3 separate regions of the Zea mays genome follow, and all the other regions are linked to region 2. Evidence: chromatin contacts called from public Hi-C data. All regions are on one chromosome and are shown on one strand. Each heading gives the region's core, a stretch centred on a gene start, on an enhancer-like site or on the middle of the called end of the contact. The rest is flanking DNA. Distances are from core to core; before and after follow the strand shown. Region 1 holds the start of LOC100272548 (PsbP domain-containing protein 2 chloroplastic). Region 2 holds the start of LOC103641661. Region 3 holds the start of LOC100281764 (amino acid permease).

What was found. A called contact is a pair of places that touch in the nucleus more often than the background predicts.
Region 1: a contact with region 2 is called in a Hi-C map of ear, with 2.6 times the contacts expected there. The contact joins the promoter of LOC100272548 here to the promoter of LOC103641661 in region 2. A contact is called at or near these places in 2 of 25 Hi-C or Micro-C datasets (ear and tassel).
Region 3: a contact with region 2 is called in a Hi-C map of bundle sheath, with 5 times the contacts expected there. The contact joins the promoter of LOC100281764 here to the promoter of LOC103641661 in region 2. A contact is called at or near these places in 5 of 25 Hi-C or Micro-C datasets (bundle sheath, ear, leaf and 1 more).

The regions. Positions count from the first base shown.
Region 1 is chr10:120,175,596-120,179,800 of Zm-B73-REFERENCE-NAM-5.0, forward strand. LOC100272548 (PsbP domain-containing protein 2 chloroplastic) reads left to right here and starts at 1,295. Exons shown (of 3, transcript NM_001147016.1): 1 at 1,295-1,632; 2 at 1,771-1,926; 3 at 2,154-2,802. The coding sequence starts at 1,297. The coding sequence ends at 2,405. It overlaps LOC103641657 (seed biotin-containing protein SBP65), which reads left to right. Exons shown (of 2, transcript XM_008664986.4): 2 at 1-565. The coding sequence ends at 178.
Region 2 is chr10:120,374,160-120,378,776 of Zm-B73-REFERENCE-NAM-5.0, forward strand. It overlaps LOC103641661, which reads left to right and starts at 1,712. Exons shown (of 1, transcript XM_008664988.2): 1 at 1,712-3,206. The coding sequence starts at 2,182. The coding sequence ends at 2,769. It also overlaps the pseudogene LOC103642758.
Region 3 is chr10:120,236,295-120,240,415 of Zm-B73-REFERENCE-NAM-5.0, forward strand. LOC100281764 (amino acid permease) reads left to right here and starts at 2,504. Exons shown (of 6, transcript NM_001154684.2): 1 at 2,504-2,808; 2 at 3,172-3,354; 3 at 3,834-3,953. The coding sequence starts at 2,710.

The sequences.
Region 1 (4,205 bases), core at 45-2,544, 200 kb before region 2:
GAAGCCGGCGACGGCAACAGCCGACGCGGAGATGTCGAAGAGCCGGGCGGTGAGGCTGAGCAGGCGGCTGAAGCAGCTCAACGGCTACTCGTCCCTGTGCAACGTGCTCTGTCTCATGTCCCTCACCTGGCACCTCGTGCACCTCGCGCGCCGCCTGCACGCGGGCACCGCCTGCTAGGTTGATGATATGGGTGGCTTCGTGGTCTCTTGTAGGAGTTTACTAGTTTCTGATGTAGATGTGTCACGACTCACGTTGGCGACTTCCCCGTAGTTTAGGCTTCAGTTTGTGTTCGGCTGGTTTCTGTTTCACTTGTGTTGGGTAGTAGTAGGGTTAGTGTGTACTTTGGATGTACCAAGTAATACTCATATGTGTAAGTTTAGGCTAGTCTTATCTGATAATGTGAGGTCAGCAGGGCGTGCTTGTCTCGTGGTGGACTGGTTGTGGTGATGGTATGGCTGCTGACCCGGCACGGCTGGTCCTCATAAAATGCCAATAGAATTTGACTACTGGTGTATGGTGTAAGATGGCAATGGTTATCCAAAACCCGTCGGTTTTTCTCTATTAGCAATGGTTTTCTCTATTAGCAATGGGTACCTGAAATTAGGTGGGTTTTTCTCAATTAGGGTATGGGTGTCTAGTAGAATATAAGTTTGGTCAACTTCTCTATCTATGGTATTAATGGTTTAAATGGAAACCCAATGGATATGTCGGTAGGTTTGTTCTTCTACTACATGTTCGTAAACTCATGTTTTTAAAACTCGCTTTAAAATCAACATTTCTTATAAATATGTTTTATAATATTATTCAATATATCTTATAATATTATTAATTATAATATTATTAATTGAATAGGTTTTAAACTTCACTTAAAAAAGTTAAAAAAGTTTAAGCTAAAATTAATTATCATTTGTTCCTTATATCTCGGTTTATTTTATTCTGGTTTATTAATGTGATAAATTATTTTATATTGATGTTAGTGGGTATCCGAAACCCGCATGAGTTTAGCAAAATTATGGATATTTTTTAGTGAGCTTATTTTTTTCTCCATGTATATTGGGTTTGAGTTGGGCAAATAATAGGCAGCGGGTTTTCACCCATAGCCATGTCTGTGCCAGCCTGCGCAACTAGTAGAGTATTATAGGTTTCCGGCCCAATCGGTTCCACATCCTCAGCCCATTGACGAGCAATTACTAGTGGGCCTGCCAGCCAGTGCCAAGGTGCGATAACGAGCGGCGCCGCGGCGGGTCAGGCAGACGCCACAGCGCTAGCGGCATAGCCGGCGACAGAAACAACCGATGCCACTCCTCGCCGTCTGTCCCCGCCGCGTTCCGCCGCTTTCGCTCGCGCGCCGCCACCGCCGCAGCTTGTATCGGGCCCGGTCCCTCGCGCTCAAATGCGAGGTCTCCTCTCCTCCGCTACTTCTGACCCGGAGGATGTCCGCCGCTGGCTCGCTGCTTGTCGCTGTCGTCCCCGTCCCCGCGCCGTCGCCGCAACTCCCCGTCGCCTCCGCGTCGGAGTTGGAGACGGAGACGGCGGAAGGAGAGAGCGGAGCTTCTGAGGGGTTAGCATTGGAGCGTTACACCGACCAGGAGCAGGGCTTCACCCTCCTCAAGCCGGCCTCCTGGCCCAAGGTAAGGGATTAGTTTGGACCTGAACGACGTCGATGCTGCGTTGACCACGTAACGTGGCCGCAGGAGAGTTGTGTGCTTTGGGGTTGTTGATTGCGCATGTGGAATTGCTGTTCTGAAGCCGTGTTGTGGTTGGTGAAGGTGGAGAAGGCGGGCGCGACGGCGCTGTTTCAGCAGGAGGGAAAAGGGAGCAACAATATTGGGGTTGTCGTGAACCCTGTCCGGCTCAATTCGCTGGCGGAGTTCGGGACGCCGCAGTTCGTTGCGGACAGGCTTCTGCAAGCAGAGAAGAAAAAGGTAGAAATGCACGAACAGTATTCTCTTGGCATTGCAACTTTGCAGTGCCTCCGGTCAGGGCGACTTGTGAGCTTGACATTTGAAGTACACTATTTGTATGGACCACTAATGTGTTGATCAGGATTCAGGAGGTTCTCGTTGATGCCTGTTATCTATGTACAGCTGGTTAGATCTTCGGCACTGGTAGCTTCCTGGCAGCTGACTGAATCGTTTCGCTTGTAAAACAGGAAAGTACCAAGTCTGCCGAGGTGATTTCAGTGGGAGAGAGGTCAGGTCATGGTGGCTTGACAGTGTATGAGATCGAGTACACGCTGGACAGCACAAGGGGAGGGATGAAGCGGATCTTCTCGGGTGCGTTTGTCGCTTCAAGGAAGCTCTATCTGCTCAACATAGCCTATTCAGACACCCAGGAGAAGCCCTTGGACAGGGAGACAAGAACCGTTCTGGAAAAAGTTCTCCATTCTTTTGATTCTGTATAGGTGATATTTTTTTATAGCCGAGGTATGGCACCTTTTCTTATTTTCGGAATTTCTTTCACTTGAAAATACAGTCGCAAGTAATTGTTTGTTTGTAAAATGAGTGCTGACCAAAATAGCTGCAGTGTCCATGTGTCCAATACTGTTGCACTTGCACCTTTATCAGTGATTTCAGGTTATAAGTAATTTCAGTTCAGATAATGAGCTTCATCTTCTACAGATTGGTAGTATTTGTGTCACCAGGCAGTAAAATGTTGTGACCTTTGATTCCTAGCCTGGCATTACTGCATCTGTAATATCCTGGACAAAGCGTGGGGTGGTGGCAGTGTTATTCCTTGAAAAATCTGTAACGCCTATTGAACTCCCTAAAGTTTATCTGAATTCCAGGATCACTTCATTTAAATGCTGGTCTGTGCTGACTGCTGACTTGGGCACAATTTTTGAAGCAGCTGTGATATACGGTTAGATGAAAATAAGGAGCAAGCGATAATTTTCCTAATCATAGAAACTGCAGGATCCGTTCCTGTTTTCATGGAATTAGGAGTAAGTTGTTTGTTTTGCTATAACGATATTTTGTAATTCATAAAATTATTATCATACAAACTTTATATGGACATGCTAGAGTGATTAGGCAATGTTATAGCAGACTGCTCTAGAGATGAGGCACATCATCATGTCTTCCTGTTTTTTTTTCTTTTTTTTCTGCATTTCCTGATCAAGGTATCATCACGGCATATTTAGAAGCCAAAATCCTTGGTTCTCACGATATCGGCTGCAAAATGTATGTATATTAACACTTGAATTCTTGTGATTATCATTAAAATGTAAGAAAGAGATTATTACACGATCATGTCATATGTTGCAATCTTGTCATCTAAATCTAATGGTATTGCTGTATAGGAATTATCACATTTGCCATCCTCAAACAGTCAAACTCTGCTGATAAAATCAAAGAACAATGCGCACTTGCAGGACACAGATTGCTTTCTCATATGGATAAAGCATATTCTCAGCCTTGAATGTTTAAGCACCTCATTATTCTCCAAAAAGGACACGTGAGATTTCTCTACTGGAAGAAACATTTTATATCTTTCAAAGGGCTCTTTTGGACATTCTGAAATAGGGTTCTTTTGGACCGTTTCCTTGGCTTTATCCTTCAGATGACATATGAGGGAGAATATTTGCTAAAGTAGACACTTTTGACTCAGGCAACCAAGACTCTATAGCGCCTTGTTGGGATGTGGATAGCATATGAATATATGATGGTAGCACAGGTGCAGTTGTCAGCGGTTTGAGCTATTTTAGTATCCTATATTCTTTATTCGAGTGTTAGAAAAAGGTATAGATAGTCCTACGTAGATAGATGTTGATACTCTGTATCTGTAGAGAGGTGCACAAGATTATTGTGGTTGTGCGAGATGAGCTGTGGTGGTGTTTTTAAGACAGAGAAACGGTACTCCTTAAGGGCTAATTTGGCAATTCCATTTTTTCTAAGGATTCTCATTTTCTCAAAGTAAAATGAACTGATTTGTCTTGAGAAAATAAACTAATTTTTATTGAGAAAATAGGAATCTCTTGGTAAAATAAAATAGCCAAACTAGCCCTAAGAAACGCTTTTTCAAATGCAGCCGAATTGTCAAGGTTGTTAGCGATTCTTCTAAACTACCCTAGTAGTATAGTCAACCGTATGCCATGTATATTGGGCTTTCGCAATACTGTTGTACTTGGGATCTTGATGAACTGTCCAGCGAGATACTCCAATGGGAATATCGTTCCAGCCGCAAAGGTGGGAGCTGGTCAAAG
Region 2 (4,617 bases), core at 462-2,961:
CGGGCGTTTGATGACATCCTGCAACCCAATGACGTTTTCATGGAACATAATCATCCGGAGGTATCGTCTTGCTGGTATGGGCGACATGGCAGTTCATATGTTTTTCATGATGTTACGGGCTGGCGTTAGGCGGCCGCTGGTATATACTGTCGCACATGCAATGCTTGCTTGCCGGGATAGCTGCGCACTTAAAGAAGGGAAGTGCATACATAGTTTAGTTTTGTGCTCCGGCGAGGGTATGACCACCACCACATACATGTGCGGAGCTCTGTTGTAGACATGTATGCCAAGTGCGGCGACATTGATGCAGCACAAAGGCTCTTCAACCTGGCCCCAAAGAAGGATGTGGTGATGTCCACTTCGGTTGTGTCAGGGTAGAGTTGGCTGTTTGTGGGAGGATCGCTGATGCAAAACTGGTGTTTGATGGCATGGAACAACACAATTTGGTGTCCTGGAATGCTATGTTGACTGGTTATGTCAAGCCCATGGATCTGGCCGGTGCTTTAGATTTGTTCCAGCAGATGAGGCAGAGGAGACGAAGGAGCTTGATGTAGTTACACTGGCTTCTGTACTCAATGCCTGTACAGGGCTGCTTGACCTTGGGAAAGGTGAGGAGCTCCATGCACTTGTGAGGTTGTATTCCAAATGTGGATGCCTGAGGACTGCAGAACGTCTTCTTCTATTTGAAATGGGATCAGAGAGAGAGAGAGAGAGAGAGAGATACTCCTGGAACTCGATCATCTCAGGTTACGAACGCCACTCCATGAGTGCGGACGCTCTCAGCATGCCCTACCCCTACGTGAGATGCAATCCGAGGCAAAACCTAGCCAGTCAACGTTTTTCAGCTCTGCCCTTGCAGCCTGTGCGAACATATTTCTGCTTAAGCATGGGAAGCACATTCATGCATACATGATCAGAAACAGGAACGACATTGACGATATACTGCGAAGTGCGCTGGTTGATATGTATTCCAAGTGTAGGCTGTTTGATTATTCCGCCCGGGTCTTTGAGTTAGGGTCATCTAATGATGTCGTCCTGTGGAATTCTATGATCTTTGCATGCGCGTACCATAGTGAAGGTGACTCTGGTTTCGTGTATCTGTGAGGGGCATGTCAGGTTGGGAAGGAGTTACTTCACTCTGATGAGTACAACAGCATCGTTCCACGGATCGAACACCATGAATGCATGATCGAGCTGTTGGGAAAGCATATGGATACATGGTTGAGCTAGAGGATTTCGTGGACCACATGCCCTTTGAGCCAACAACCGCCATGTGGCTCAGGATCTTTGACTGCTGCAGGGAATATGGGAGCAGAAAATTAGGGGAGAGGGCTGCGCAGCGCATCAATGATAGCAAACCGTCATATTTGTTCAGTCCGCTCCTGTCTACGAATGCAGTGGCTGTGACGATGCAGAGCCCATGTCATTCTTGCTGAGGCTGACAAAACTGGTGATGATTGATTGAGATTCTTGCTGAACTGTGAGGGGTTTTAGGTGGCTGAGAAGCTGAATGGGCTGTCTGAGATGCCACAAACTTGAATTTGATCTTTTAGCTGCCTATGAACGGGTACAATCAGCACTTACGATAGTGATACCCTGCTAAGACAAGAATTCAGGCTGAAAACAGCTCATGTTCCCTCGCCACTCCCTCGCGGCTCCATCTGCGCCGTGCCCCCCCCCCCCCCCCCCCCCCCCCCCCCCCCTCAAATCACCAGGTCCACCACCACGGCACGCCCACGCCCACCGATCGGGCTCCCAGGATGATGGCGGTCGGTGGAAGACACGACACCGTATGCCCTCCTGTCGGCGGATCGATCGACCCAGATGGATCTGAGAGTCTGAGCTGAGTACGTACGTACGCACGTTCACTGTTACAGCGTTACGCATCCGGTACACGTCACATGTCAGTCAGTGGCACACGGTGAAACTCGGCAGCCGGATTCTTCTGCCACTGCAGTCCAGGCCAGGTCCAGTCACCGCGGCGACACGAGCGTGGATCCGCTCCGGGTTCCATATGCCGCGCGCGTGTTGGTTTTCGCACGGCCGGCACTGGACCACGGGGTGCCGCGCCACCTACTGGGCGGGGGCGGGGGCCGTGGTCCGTGGACACAGGCGCGGCAACAATCACTGCTAGACTTCGCCCAAGGGTTAACAGCAGCAGCGACGTCATCATCTATATCTATGCCTCGCCACCATCGATCGACGGATTCGAGAGTGTCAGGAATGGATATGGACTTCACCTCCCCGGCTGCCACTTCGACAGCAGCCGCAGCGACGACGACGTTCGAGCCGCCTGCCGCTGCTGTCGTCGTCGCAGGCCCACTTTCGGCGGCGGCGTGGCGCCAGCTCCCGTTCCCCCCGTTCGCGGCCGCCAGCTCGACGGCACCCACACCACCCTGCAGGTCCCCTCCCTCTCCTCCCGCCGCCGCCGCCGCACTCAAACGCACCGCCATGGCCGCAGCGCGACAAGGGCCGGCGGGGGCGGGAGCAGACGCCGCGGTGGAGGACAGGATGGACCTGCTGTGGGAGGACTTCAACGAGGAGCTGGCGCGCGGCCTGTGGCCGGAGTCCTCGGACTACTCGTCGGACGCGGAGTCGGAGCCCGCGGCGGCCCGCGGGTGCGCCCCTGCGCTGCGCCCCTCGTCCAGGGCCGGCGCGGCCCGGCACTGCCGCCGCCGCGCCGGCACGTGGGTGCTGCTCATCAGGATCTTCCGGAGGCTCTTCGTCATCGAGAAGACCGTCGCCGCGGCCACGGCGAGGGCGAGCTGACGCGACGCGAGCGTGCTTGCGCAGCCAATGCGAGCCCCTCTTCCCACGCAGGCAACTGGCGCCTCCAGCCCTCCATGGATGGTACGGTGTGCTGCTGAGCCTAAAGTGCGAGCTGCCTCTTCGAGGAAGAACCGTGCATGCATGCTTCCTATGCGAAAACGTACGGTGGCTAGTAAATTATACTGCTGCTCCATTAGAGTAGAGACACGTTCTTGACGCTGCAAATAAATAGGGTTCAGTTGTTCATCGTGAGCAGATACAGAGAAAAATAGAGCGGTGCCGTAGTCATGTCACTATTTCTTCATTCTCCATTTCTCCCACTGTTAAATTGGCATTATTCCAATTTCAATCATGTTTTAAGAATCCATCAATAGTACAAATGTAAATTGGCAAATTCTTCTTTTTGTGCAACTTTATTAGTCACGAGACGCTGTCCTGTGATTCATGGTGTCATGCATGCATACTGTCGTGTCGTATAGTATTCGTATCTGCGGATTCTGAATAAACAAAGATAGAAAGGTGCGGCTTTCTCAGGACAAAAAATAAATAAATTTGGCGTGGATTCGTCGTGGGGATGAAAGGTGCTTGTGCTGTTTACTTGGGAGGATGCGTGTTTTTTGTTTGGGCGGCTCACATAGGACAAGGGCGCGTTAATTCGCACTGATGATAAACAAAAGGCAAAAGGAGGCCACGGAAAGGGACATCCAACCTTCCGGCCTCTCACCGAGTCACAACAGTGAAAACCCTTTTGTCCTTCCAAGCAAGGTAACTTCACATTATAGATGGCCAAACGGGCCGGCACGGCCCGTCGTCGGCACGGCCCGCCAGGCCCGGCTACGAAGCGTGTCGTGCCCAGATGGGCCGGCGTGCCGCTGCCGTGCCCCAGACACGGCCTGTGAGCCTGTTAGTCGTGTCGGGCCAGCCCGGTGGTACTATGGCCCATCTGAGTATATTGTAGAATTTAGCAAAAAATGTGTAGTTGTGGGGGCTCGAACTCACAATCTAGTGCATAAGAGGCTTAAACGCATCCATCTAACTAGTACAGCTGCAGTTTTATTGTATTATATATTGAATTCTTATACTTAATATATGTAAACTATTATTTTTAAAATAAAAAATGTAACTGTGTCGTGCCCGTGCCAGCACTACGGGTTGAGATAGTGGCCCAGGCACGACACTATAGCCATGTCGTGCCAGACACTGGCACTATACTGACCGGACCGGGTCGTGCCTGGACCGTGCTTTTTCGTGCCGTGCCTGGGCTGGCCCATCGTGTTAGTGCCAAATGGTCATCTATACTTCACATATCACAGTCGACGGACAGCTACTTTGTGTAAGGGCATGAAAAAAACCTGAGTCATTAGATCGTTTTCTATCTAAAAATAGATAAGAGGTTGCACGATATAATTTTGACCATCTAGATCATAAATATAGTTAAGAGACAATATGTAAATGGTATGGATATTTCCTATATATAAATGGAATTGTACATGCCCTAAGAACAGGTTTAATAATATAGCTCGTAGTGGGCTTTATGGTGTTGATATGTGTTGGAACTCGTCCACCTGGGCGAGTAGATTCAACGTGGGAGTGAAAACGATGTAAACAGGGTTTCAACTCGAGATGACAATAGCTTTGTTAATCTCGCCTCTCAAGGGCACTGTGCGGGGGTATTTATAGGTATCTGAGTGCCCATCGTCCTGAGTTAAGGACGCATGTGCCCTCAGGCGCCTAGGTTATCCCCGGAATATTCCCATAAAGCAGGGTTACAGACTGTAATTACAGGGAGACCTTTACAAATTAGGCCTGTAATCCGCGGCGGCCACGCAGGGCCTATTACAACGGGCC
Region 3 (4,121 bases), core at 1,254-3,753, 140 kb before region 2:
CAATTTAACTTGAGTAGCAGCGTCCATGAGGTGTAGGTATCCTGTTTTGGGGGAACGCATCTGTTTTTGCTTTCAATTTCCTGCATTAGATCTCAATGTTAGAGAGATATGAATTGTCTGTTAAATATGTGTTAAATTAGCTTGATAAAAGAAGTGTATATCATAAGTTGACAAAAAATCATGCTTCTTTTGATTTCTAAATACAATAGATGCTATCATAGAAGAAATCCAAAACTAAATTGATAGCGACACATAGGACTATATTCTTGAATTTCTTGATCTCTGTTGGATGCCTCCGGACGAGCCTGGGGAGCGCGCCGTTCGCGACTTCAGCTTCCACGACATGGTCATTGAGATGCCACGCCACGACGTGCGCCTCTGGGACTTGGATGGCGAGGGGTCCGCGACGTGCAGCTTGCCTACGCGGAGCGTGTGCGGCAACTCAGGGAGCACCTTGCGGTGAAGTATGTTCAGGTAGAGCCGTAGAGGGGCTTTTAACGTGTGTGCATCCCATTTCTGCTTAGTTTGTCTTTATCATACGACTGAGACATATAGTAAACACAAATATGTTCATTTTCCAGATTGACTTGCTTCTACTATCCGATTGTTTGTGGATAACTTTTTTATGCTGATTTTATTATTATGTAGGTGGTCTCAGATGTGAAATGTGATGATCTAAATGGGGAGGAGAAGATGCATCAACATGAGATGGTGAGGGATATGGAAGCACAATAATTATCATGATTCCTGAGGCTAGCATAAAATTATTTATGCTTCCTTTAATGTTGTAAATAGTCTAATTCTTCTTATAAATCTTTTTTTTGCAGCCAAATACTGAAAACGATGATGGTGTCATGGCATTGTTACCTTCTATTGTTGCATGTTCCCTCCCATGCTTGGAGGTCCTAATCGAGGTCTGTAGTCTAATATGATAAGTAAAACACATGTATTCCCTCTGCTATATCTTCTTACTTCACGGTCATTTTCTACTAAGACCTTTGGCTCTTGGCACACAAGTCAAACTCATCACTGATATCTTGCATGATTTATTTGATTTCAATTTTGAAATTGTCCTCTGCACCCACAAAGATACATCCATTTCTATGATTCCATATCCACCATGCTACCAAATGATCAACAAATTAAATCCTCTATGATATTGTTGAGACCTTGGTTCCCCTTTCATACACGAGTTAGACACACACTTCTTGTATTTTTTAAGTTTACAGATGCTATGTAGCCTTTCGAACATTTATTATGAAACTATGTTCATGATTTGTTGTGTGATCACAAACAACTCTGGGAGTTAGGGCCTACGCCACTGCAGAGAGCTCCGGGAGGGAGGTTGCTGGTCAACGGCAGTCACGCGGCCGCCTCCATGGCATGGAAGCTTGAGGGGTCATATCCATGAGGGAGAGCGGAGGAGATCCGCCGAGTCCATTCTATAGAGTCCAGACTCCAGACCAGGATAGAGCAAGGCTGAGGCGTCCAGTTTCATCAATTCATCACGTCAGTTACCAGGCGCACGCCACATGGCTGATTACCAAGGCGAGCCTTTCCTGTCCTCTTCTCACCTTTCTTGATGTAATGTCCAGCTCCCGAACGGAAACACCATTGAAAATGTGTTCCTTGTTTGTGCGTAATTCAAAATTTACTGTTAGCCATTGTTCCTGAACAACCCTTGATTTTATTTCTTGAATGTGCACCTGATTCATCTAATGAAATCATGGAACCACATGTTGTGCTACTATTTTGGTTAAGAGCTACAATGATCTTAAGGCGGTTGTTTTGTATGTTGTCTCTTAATTTTGTCTATTTTATATATTTTATTTTGCATATGTATTGTTTTTTGCTGATTACAAAATGAAAAATGACTAATACCAACCATTAATAATTTGGGACTCACTAAGCAAAGCTAAAGATAAGTGTTTGAATAACTATCCATCTACCTATGTGATATATAAAGGCCACAACAACGCGGCATCTATGTAATCGTTGTGTACTAAAATTTATCGAATAACTTGTACGACGTAGCAACGCACGGGCACATACCTAGTTATAAAATAATTATAGAGAGAGAGAAAGAAAGAAAGAAAGAAAGAAAGAAAGATGCGTTCGTGGACCTTTCAAAGGCTGTTCTTGGACGTTTGTGTAGGTGCAGGAAGGACCTGACGGCGACGCGCGCGTACTTGCTGCATGCACGAGAGGGGGAAAAGATTGGTCTCACCAAGTCAGTCAACGTCCGCCCGTCCCGTCCCGTTTGAACGCGATGGCAAGTGTGGACGCCATGCAGATGCAGTGCAGCAAGCAACGTGGGGCTAACCTCTCCGTGGAAAACAAACAGATCAAGATTCATGGTGTGGTGGCTTGGACAGGTGCGCATATCATTTCTTGCTTTGCTTGAGAGTCCCAGCAAAGCTGCCTGTCTCGGAGTCGGAGGAGAGAGAGAGAATCCCGTTAGTCAACCCAGCGGATACGCGCAGCACACGCAGAGAAAAAACACATATAAATTCCACACCGCTCGCTGCCGTGCCCGCACCTGTGCTGTGCATAACGAACGCCAGCAAACAAACAGCGCCGCAACCCACCCTATAGCGCAGGAGGAGAGGAGCCCCTCCTCCCGTTCCCATAAATCCCATTCGCACGGCGAGGCGAGACGAGGCGAGGGCAACTGGGCCTGGGCTGCCGGCAGAGCTTGGACCGCTCGCCATGGCCGGCGGCGGGGAGAGGGAGGGCGCGCAGGCGATGGACTCCGGCGAGAAGCGCCTCAACGAGCTCGGCTACAAGCAGGAGCTCCGCAGGGAGATGGTACTACTTCCTTCCGGTTCCTATCTATACGCCATTTCCTGCCTCCTCCCTCCTTCTCTCTTCTCGTGTTCTTCGTACTAGTTCCTAGCATGTGTTCGTTTCTGGACATCTCGGACTCGGAGTCTCGGAGCCAGGTGCGCGGTGCGGCGACCAGGTTTCAATAGACCTACCTGCTCACTACGACGGACGGAGAACCGCCGCGTAGTACAAGCCTGTTCTTACCTCTCTCTCTCTCTCTCTCTCTCTCTCTCTCTCTCTCTCTCTCTCTCTCTCTCTCTCTCTCTCTCTCTCTTCTCGGTTCTCGAGATCTTGATGCACGTAACGTAACATACGCAAACCCGTGTGTGCCTGGCTGCACTGCAGACGCTGTTCAAGACGCTGGCCATCTCCTTCTCCACGATGACGCTCTTCACGGGGATCACGCCGCTGTACGGGAGCAGCCTGCAGTACGCGGGGCCGGCGCCGCTCGTCTGGGGCTGGGTCGTCGTCTCCTTCTTCACCTGCTTCGTCGGCGTCGCCATGGCCGAGATCTGCTCCTCCTTCCCGGTACGCCCCCGCACTACTCTATAGTCTCTCCGCGTTTTTTTTTTACCCTTTACTTTGGCTCCTGGTTCTGGTTGGTTGCGCCGGTCGTGCGACCTGCCAGCTTCCCATTTCAATGGCCATCACTTGCGTGCGTGTTTTTTTATTTACTGTTGCCATGTTAAGCAAGGGTACCTGTTTATAATTCCGTACCTAACCTATCTTCTGTGACCCTGTCCATTGCTCTGCATGCATACTGAACCATTGTTTTTTTTCTTCCATTGAAACATGTCTGCTTACTGATCCCAAAAGAACACCGATAAATGTCACACTCCATCCTAGATTAAGTTGCGATATCAAGTTTTACTGCCATGACTTTTCAACGACATTGTTCTGATATACGTACTTGTCTTCCTTCATCCTTCTTCTGAGAAAGGCTTGTTGGTTTCTGGCCACATATGTGCGTACTGACACAGTTTTTTCTTCTTTCTTTTTGAGAGCAGACCACTGGTTCTCTGTATTTCTGGGCTGCACATTTGGCAGGTCCAGTCTGGGGTCCGTTGGCGTCTTGGTGCTGCGCTTGGCTGGAGGCCATCGGCCTCATTGCCGGGATTGGCACACAGGTACCCTCTGTTTGTTTATCACTACTAATCTCGCCACACGCTGTAACTAAACCGTCTATAATAGGCCGCACTGCCGCAGTCAGTGCATTGGCCTTCCTCCGTTCTGAATTCCATCTGTTCTTCACACGGGCAAAATGGAAATTGCTAGCTGTCCGTTTCATTACTCTC